Regions from separate parts of the Zea mays genome. Here region 1 is linked to region 2. The links are chromatin contacts, called in public Hi-C maps. All regions are on one chromosome and are shown on one strand. The core of a region is the stretch at or near the end of the contact, and the rest is flanking DNA. Distances in the headings are between cores, read along the strand shown.

Region 1 (4,657 bases), core at 1,933-4,432, 200 kb after region 2:
TTCATGTTTTGTTTAGTTGTGGTTCATTCCTTTTTGATCCCTGGCGAGAAGGTGATTGCTCTTTTGTGAGCGCAGTTGGGACTGTTGACTGCCAAGTATGCATACTTCAAATGTTTAAGATGGCATATATGGGAACTTCATTAGATCATTTTTTAGGATGTTAATGATCTGTTGACACTAAGAAAGCAAGAGATTGAGAGGGAGGCTGCTAACTCTGGTGAGTTAAGAGGGGCAAGGCTTGAAGATGAGTTTGAGTCATTTATTCTCGCACAGAAGTATATGACAACAAAACATGAGCAAATAAAAGAAAATTATGTTCCTAAGAGGATACAGGTATGCACTAGCTATTTTGATTTTTTTCATGCTACATCTTGATTTAGTTGAAGATGCCTGTCTAATTTGTTTCTTTTTTGAAAGTTGTCTGAAGAGTTGATTGGGTATCCTCTAACGGATAAAACGACAATTGAGGAAGAGAGTTCATGGATACACAACTATGATTGATTTCTGTTCTTTTTTGGCATTAAGCATATATTGACTAGAAGGACATTGTCAATATCTTGACCATGCATGCCAACAAATTTTAAGTATGCAAAATTATGTAAATTTGTTCTCAATTTTATGCTTGCTCATCTTACTTGTTTTTTTGGCTACTTGACAGATTCCATTCTCGCAGAGAAGTTTTTTTTGGATAACGAGGATAACGCGAGAATTATCTGAGTGACTGTGTCAGCAAGTCTGCACAATTGTGGGATGAGCAACGAAAGATGATTCTAGATGATGCCTTCTTCCAGTTCCATCAATGGAAAATGACGAAGCTCGGCCATTGTTGACGACAAAAGCCAAATATTGGCTCTATATGGAATATGGGAAACAATTGTTGAACAAGGTTACTGTTAATCCTTGGAAGAAGATGCAGACAAGAAGGATGAAGGATGGAGACATTAATTTAGGGTGATGAATCAGAATTGAGAGTTATGGTCTGCTGTTGGGGTCCTAGGAAGCCAACAACCACCTTTGTAATGTTAGAAAGGTGTCGTTGAGCATCACCGAAAGAAGAATGACTTTTGTTTAATACATGTTTGGTTTATGTTTATGTCTTTTGTATTTTTGCATATTTGGTATTTCTGCATATTGTTGGTCGACTGGAGCCTAGAGTTACATGGGGGTCACGACACTATTGGTGCTCGGGAACGAACGGGGAGCTAGACGTTTGGGCTGTCACAGCTCATGGCAACGGTGTAGGAGGCCTTCTGCTTCGCCAACAGCTCGTTCAACTTGTCGTTAGCTCCTGGTTGCTACACATGTATCCCAAAAAGACGCTCCGGAGGCTCTGGAGCGTGGCCACGTCACTGTCGTTTGAGAAGAGCTTCTGCCACATATCAACATTCCAGTACCTGTGATCCAACAACATTTGGGATGGACCTATTGCTTCACACTAATAGCACACATGCACGACTGACAAGTCAAAAAGAAAGAGACCACAATGCACCTTTTAAACAGTTGCTTAGGCTGATAATTGTAGCCTCCACCAATCTTGGGCACCTTCTCGACGCTCATGCCTGACCCGTGTAGCGTCATGTGCACAATGACATAGAGGTCGTATGTGTCGACCTACATGCAAAGGAGATAAAGAGATCAGTGCACTTCATAGATAGCGACATTTGACTTCTAGAGTAACTTACGAAAGCACAAGCTCCAGACCTGTTAAGTCCAGTTTCTATGTTCTTGCATCTCAATGCATCTGAATCCTAAGGTTCCACGGTTGTCGAGGAACTAGGGGAGGGAAACACATTCAGATTGCTAGAAATAAAAGGTTATATATGTTTAAAGTTTGCAATTTATGAGCGTATCCAAAGTTTGGTAACTAGAAGTAAAATAATGTATATCATTATGATTTACGAAAGAACGTTGAGGATGCTCTTAACATAAAATATGTACCTCGACATTACATCAGATATACACAAATCAAGTTGGCGATATTTGTAAAATTCCAAATCAATTGAGGGATTCTGAATCTCTTCGTGTCTGTCACATTTAAATTGTAAAAAGGAAAAATTATGTATAAGTGGGATTCAAACTATAATTATTAGTTCTAAACCCATATTCATACCTATCTAGCCAACATGACACACGCGTATTCTCAAGTATAAATAGAAACCGTAGCAATGCATGGTATATAACTAGTATATATGCATATAGTAGTGAGACTATTAATATATAGTCCAATAATTCGGTAGCGAAGTATTGAAAGGTGAGCAACTAAAATGTATCCACAGCTCAGTTGTGTTTAAACACTTAGGCCATGTTTTCCTTCTAGGATTATATAATCTAGCTTATAGATTATACACGAACCTAATGACCTTCTTAGACAGTGTTCAACAATTCACCCATATGGTTATCTAAAACATTGTTTTTGTACTGTAGACTGCAATATTCGTAGGGTGTAGTTTCAATATAGGTACAGGGATGAATAAGCTGTTGGAGATAGCCTTGTGGATTATCATAATCTAGGTATCTAGATTATATAATTCACCTAATAATTTGTGTTGTTTGTTTATCTATTGATTTATTTAAACTGAATTAATTGTGTTGTTTGTTTGTCTCTTAACTTATTTAAACTGAATTAAGGTAAACAAACGGTCCTCAGGCAGTGCTTTGGTTATGGAGCCAGTTGAGATAGAGCCGCTCCATCCCAGAGAACAATTCGGTTTGGGAGATTAGGGGTATGGTTCAATATTTTAACATAATTTTTCTTTTTAGAGCCACTTTGTCCTATATAAAATCACTTCAAACAACTATAAAATAGGAGTGGAGCAGTTCCATCCTATCATACCCCGGAACCAAACACTACCTTAGAACTAATTTAGGAAAGAGAAAACCCGAATGAGATTGAAGGGTCTAAAATCCTTTTTTATCTAATTTTTTAATAAGAAAAAGGTTTTAGCCTCTCTTACACCTCTAGTTTTGTGGCTCCTAAAACAGTCATTAGTGGTCGGATTATTTCTCATCACCGAGTTGGGCCGTCCGCGGATTCTCTTCCACAAGCAAACTGGCCATCTCCGGATTCAACAAATTGGGCTTCTGTACCACATCCCCTCTAAAGAGTAGAGATGAAAGGCTACACTGGGCCGTGCCATGCTAAGCCCGCTACAGAGTAGAATGACAGGCCCGATTAGCCTCCTCCGTTGCAGCTGCAGGTTCTCGCCGACTCCCCTTCTCCTTCGACCTCCGCCGCTCGCCGCCGTTTCCCGTCCGCGGCGGCGCCTCCTCCCCTCCCACTCTTCCTCGTTGTCGATCTCGTCTCGGTTAGTTTCCTCCTAGTCCCGCACCTCTTTGGTGCACTGCACCCGTGTCTCCTCCTCGCAGCTGACCACGACACGACCTCCTCCTCAACTTGTATCGTCGAGTCGTCTGGCGGCGGGATAATCCGCGCCATCACCAGTGTGTGGGGGTGGGGGTTCCTTATCGATGGACGTGAACAAAATTATCTGTCAATAACTCTCCCACACTTAAAAAGAGAAGAACTCTTCTGAGTTTAGACTGACCAGACATTCTCTAGGGTTTGGGGCTAGCTGCCTGCACAATTTGTTCTGTTCTTACCTCCGTGCAGCGCGAGTTTTGTTATTTCTGAATGGGGTTTATTGGTTGAATTTTCAGTTCGATTGCTGGATCACTTGCTTAATCGCGGTGTTTGTTGCTGTATATTTCCGCTGCAGGGTACCATGGCAAGATCACTCTCCACCGCCCTCGTGAGGGGACTTATGAGATCGTCCCGTGCATCGACATCAGCTGTAAGGCTCTTGTACCCATTCCGCCATTCCGTGAAATTAACGGTTTTATGTCATTGTTGATTATCGCTAAATGCTAATGACATGATGAGATTGTTTGGCGGAGTTGTGCTGATCCTAATTTCGCACCTATTTCCTTCTGGCCCACTACAGTGCATCAGGGGTATGGAATTGGATTCACATGAGTTTTGCGCACTGTGTCAGGGTTTGGAATTGGATTCACATGATTTCTGTACAGTCATCTCTATTCTGAGATTCTAATGGGCAATTGAGCAACTGTATATCTGTAGTTTCTGGAACTGTAGCACACCTGATTCATGCAGTCAGTTTCCAGTGTCCAATAATATATTTAGATAAATGCATCCTATGTTCCCGTCTAATGAGAATACTGATGGTATGTGACCACAACCTTTTTTTTTGTTTGGCATTAGATGTAATCTGTTGTCACTATGCTAACTTCTAAGTTGCTTTTGGGCTAGTAAATATCATCCCTGGCAGCATCTTTCTAGTTTTCTACACCTGTATTTAAAAAAAATCGACCCATTCTATTTGCTTTGTTTGCTGCACATAACTTGTATCCGGTGCGACTTAGTATAAGTGTTAAGCTGCTTCAGTGCCCTAGCCTCTAGCTGATAAAAAATCACCCAACCACTTCATGTTCTATGTATGCTGCATATATAAATCATGAGGGAACTCTAGTATATGTGTTAAGCCACCTGTGCCCTAGCTGATAATGAATCATCAGGTAACTTGTAAGGAGTAAGTTTTTTCTATCTTGCCTGAATGTGAGTGTGACACATGGTGCATGAGTTTATCACTTTATCACTTTGCGCACTTTAAGATTGAGCATACTGTGGTGTATGCTGTAT
Region 2 (4,558 bases), core at 1,255-3,754:
GGGACATTAGCGATTAGAAAATGCCAAAGAGGACAAGCAACCAGCCAGGAACCGAGCAACAACAAACAGATACATTTCGATTTAAAACTTTTGAAATAGTTTCATGAAATTTGAGTTTAATAGACTAGTTATTGAATCAGTTATGACCATAGCGTGTATGCTTAATTAATCTTTCAAAAAAATCATCCTATAAAAAAATTCGAATACCCACTCTCTAAATCCTAGGCCCGCCACTGTACCTGCAGCAGGGTTTTTAAGGATAGCCTTGACAACCTGCAGCATTGGTGCTATACCAGTGCCACCAGCGATATGGAAGCAAACACATGCACATTATTCAACAGCTATAGTGTGGATATAGGGTTACTCTCGAATCAAGGTAAAAGCTAAAAAAACATTTTAATCAAATACAAGAACAAACCATCCATCATTATCCTTGCAGGGATGAATTCAAAAGGTCAAGGACTACGTCAAGTTGAGTCTATGTTACCATCCGATTTTTTTTTCATGTTTGGGCTGTATCCGAGCTTTACAATGGGCCTATAAAAAAAATGCATGAGTGACAAAACAGCATATGTAGAAAACCAATAAAATTTCATGTCATAATACCATTTGACTTCAACATCATCTCCTGGCTTCAAGTATGCAAAATACTGACTCATTTCCCCATCGCCTGTACAGAGTACAGTTAGCAAAAAGGAAAAAAAACAGAAATTATGCACTCAAACAGAAATCAACTCAGAAATTATTTTAATATTCCAGATTCCATTTCCATGACCAACTTAAATTTAAACTCTAATGATTCATTAGACAGTTACAAGGTTCTCAAATTTATAGAGCAACTTTTTAACATAACTTGATCAATAAATCAATAAGCCCACCCTAACTGGTTTCTGAAATAACAGTTGTGTAGATCCAAATCGAGGCAAGAAAAACTTACTTGTGGGAAGAAGCCGAAGTGCAGGGTGGCGGAGACGCTAGACATGTTGTAACAACTAACAAACACTACCCTCTGCCCCTTGTCCTTGGAATCCAATTCTACCGCCCTGCAAATGCACAGACCCACAACTCTCTGTTCCTCTCCCGGTCCTCCCCCCTCTGACTGGCACAACATCACACACACACGCAACAAGAAATGATGTGGGAGCCCAATGGGTCGTGTCGAAACCATGGAACCATTTGGCCCAAAGGCAACAGAGGACGACAGATAGCTCGGAGTGAAAGCAACAGCACAGCACTTCAAATTATTGAAAGTAGAAATGGTGGCAGGAATGCAGAGGTCTGATCAGACGGATTACAGGCAGGGATTCAGCAGGAAACAAAGAACAAGCACAATATGTTCAAATAAGTTCAAATCGAAACATCAGATTGTTCAGTTCATTATTCTGGATGTTGTCGATCACGGTGATCAAAGGCAGGAAGGTAGACATGGTAGCTTCGATCGAGCAGGTGATGCATGGTACGCGCTCTCAGTCCTGTTCCGGCCAGTCGCCGTAGATGTCGTTCATCTTCTTGCGACCAAGGAGCTCCAGACGGGTGGCCTTGCAACCGCCCTCTCCGGCCGCGTCGGCAGAAACGGATTGGAACGCCCTTGTGGTAGCCGGTGCATAGTTGCTGGTGCTGGTGCTGCTGCTGTTACGGTACGCGGCGGCCGTGGACCCCGGCGAGTACGCCTTTGCATACGACGACGAATTCCTCAGAGCATACTCCATAGACCTTGGCCCCCCAGGAAAGGGCATCTCTGCGCTAGAACACAGGGACGACGAACGAGGTAGATTAACATCCGGCCGCCATGCACACGTATAGGGAGGTGGAGCGCACAAGCTCGTACCTGTCGTGGAAGCGTGGACGAAGGCGCACCTATCCCCACGGTGGCAGGCCCCCGTGTCCCTGAACTCGAAGCACACCCTAACGCAGTACCCACCGTGGGGGCTGCTGGCAGCGGCACCTGGCGACGACGACGGCAGCGGCGACTTCCGTCGGACGAGCGAGGTCAGCAGGGGCAGCGGCAGCGGCGGCCGCAACTCCTCGGAGCCGTGCGCGAAGGTGCACCCACCCTCGTACGCGCACTTGCCCGCCTCGAACTTCTCGCACAGCCTCGTCTTGTAGTACACCTTCTCTGGCGGCTGCGGGTCCAGCCCCAAAACCCCCTCCCTCGCCCCCGGGTCCTGCTGCTCCCGCTCCCGCTCCATCTCACGCTTTCTCTGCTGGTACTGGTGCTCCTTTTGGCGGCCCTGCTGCGGCGCCGCCGACCCCACGGGCAGCACGATCACCCCGTCCGGCGCCTCCCAGCGGCCAGCACCAGCGGTGGCGGCGTTGCGCTCCCTTTCCATGTTCTCGGTCCGCTTGAGACCACCAAACCCTAGGCCTAGCGCTGGTACTGTGATCGGAGCAGCCGCCGGACGGATGGAGGCCGCAGATTTATGCCGAGACACGAGGAGGCGGCGGCCCGGGATGCCGTGCCGAGACGATGCAGGCAGTGATGATTTGGGGGCCGACGCTTCCCGTGCCAGTCGGGATCGGGTCACAAGGCCCGGATTATCCGCTGGCGGGCTCCAGATTGGACGCGATCGATCCGCCGGATCGAGCATTTGGGACTGTTTGGGGTTCGTTCCGGCTCGATTGCACGTGGTGCGAGGAATGCCGGAAACGGAAACGCCTCGTCAGTTTCCGTGCTTTCGTGCTCGACGTGTGGGAGGAGTGGGGAAGGTGGGGTGTGCTGCCGGTTTTTGCGTTGGGACGTCGGCGACGGCGAGCCGCTGGCCCTGGGCTTCTGCCGGCCCAGAGCTTAACCAAGCGGTAGATGGGCCCTGCGTGGTCGTTGGGCACTTGGGTACAGTAACTTGGTCTGCTTGCCCTACCTGGCTGTAGACTTGGGTAGGTTCGGATGGCTCATACTCAGATCCGTGTCTAGTATAAGGTCGGGTCGAATTGATCCGCGTCTATCTATTTGATGTGTTGGGTGAGATTTTTTTGGACTAGGTCGGAGTTTTTTTAGCTTTGGGCCGGATTTTGGGGTCAAAAAACATGGCCAGTATCCGGGCCGTGAATTATTGCGGATCAAAAATTATGGCACATATACGCTCGTTGTATTGGTTGGGTGTGTCGGGCCGGGTCTGGTTTGGTCGGATCGAGTGATCCATGATCAGGTCTACCTGGCTATACCCGCTGCACACTATGGGAGCAACAGTGGATATGAACTCAGCCCGATTCTAGCTTATGAGTCAGGTGCCCATTTAGGTCCATTTAGGGTGCATTTGGTTGCAATGTGAAAGCTCTCTTGTGGGTTTTGGTGTTTGGATGACAACCCAATTAAAGGACTAACAAGTGTGCTAAGTATTGAACAGGTGCTTAATGCAAATAATAGGGTTCAACACAAGTGAACAAGTGTGATGGTCCAAAGACTGGATTATCTATAGATAATGAACATACCAAGTAAGATGGACATTGCTTAAGCGAGACTCGGTGTGCGTAACTCAGAGACAACCGATCAAGCCAAGGATGGAGGCAAGAAGAGCTTCAAGGTACCGAGTGCACGGAAGAAGGTCAAGGAGACCAGGAACCCAAAGCCAGGGGTGAAGAAGAAGACTTGCAAAGTCAAGGTTGATCGAGTTAAAAAGAGTTATGGTGCATCAAGGATCACTACATAAGGACATGACTTACAACCTTTGAGGTAACATCTACAGTTATGTGGTGTAAGTCATAAGGCTCAAGATTAAGCTCGAGAAGTGAACAAGGGGGTTGGAGCTCAGATATGTCAATCTAGATCAAGTCAAGTTGATTTGATGGTTTAGAGTCCAACATCGACCTCAAACATGCCAAATTGGGTAAAACGATGAAAAAGGTTTAGTATGTAAGGTTTGAGTGTTTAACCATGTTGCATACACCTTTTACTACAAGTTTGGTGCTTTGGTTTGCTCTCTAACTCTTTCTGTAGAGAAAGTGCCATTCTGAGCTCTCCTTGAGGAGAAACAGAAAAGCTAGGAGAAGAACAAGAAAGAGGTAAGTTTCTAGGACCAAGTCAATTGGATTATACTCTAAATGTGTTTGTTTAAGTCTCAAGAAAAATCCTCCCAAAAGTTGAAGTCAAACAGAGAAATAACGGAGGTAAAAGCACTTAGTGTGCTGTTGGCTGGTGCAGAGGATAGTGAATAGTGAAAGGGAATTAGGCTTACACCTATTTCCTAATTGATTTTGGTGGTTGAATTGCCCAACACAAATAATTGTACTAACTAGTTTGCTCTAGTCTATAAGTTCTACAGGTGCCAAAGGTTCAAAAAGGCAATAAAAAGACCAAGAAAAGGGTTCAACAAAAAGAGCAAGGGATAACCGAAGTGTGCCCTGGTCTGGCGCACCGGACAGTGTCCGGTGCACCAGGGGACTTCAAGCCGAACTCCTCACCTTCGGGAATTTCCAGAGGCGCTCCGCTATAATTCACCAGACTGTCCGGTGCACCACCAGACAGTGTCCAGTGCCCCAGGGGAGAGCGACTCTGAACTCGCCAGCTTCGGGAATCCGCTCCACTAAAATTCACCGGACTGTCCGGTGAGCCAGCGGAGCA

The links. A called contact is a pair of places that touch in the nucleus more often than the background predicts.
Region 1: a Hi-C map of ear shows a contact between it and region 2, with 6 times the contacts expected there. The contact joins the promoter of LOC100281974 here to the promoter of LOC100276294 in region 2. A contact is called at or near these places in 4 of 25 Hi-C or Micro-C datasets (ear, endosperm, leaf and 1 more) and 1 of 3 datasets of contacts at active chromatin or transcription factors (leaf).

What each region holds. Positions count from the first base shown.
Region 1 is chr8:18,450,134-18,454,790 of Zm-B73-REFERENCE-NAM-5.0, forward strand. LOC100281974 reads left to right here and starts at 3,183. Exons shown (of 7, transcript NM_001154891.1): 1 at 3,183-3,305; 2 at 3,717-3,791. The coding sequence starts at 3,723.
Region 2 is chr8:18,251,089-18,255,646 of Zm-B73-REFERENCE-NAM-5.0, forward strand. LOC100276294 (Zinc finger CCCH domain-containing protein 1) reads right to left here and starts at 2,505. Exons shown (of 2, transcript NM_001150118.2): 1 at 1,829-2,505; 2 at 1,219-1,738. The coding sequence starts at 2,330. The coding sequence ends at 1,467.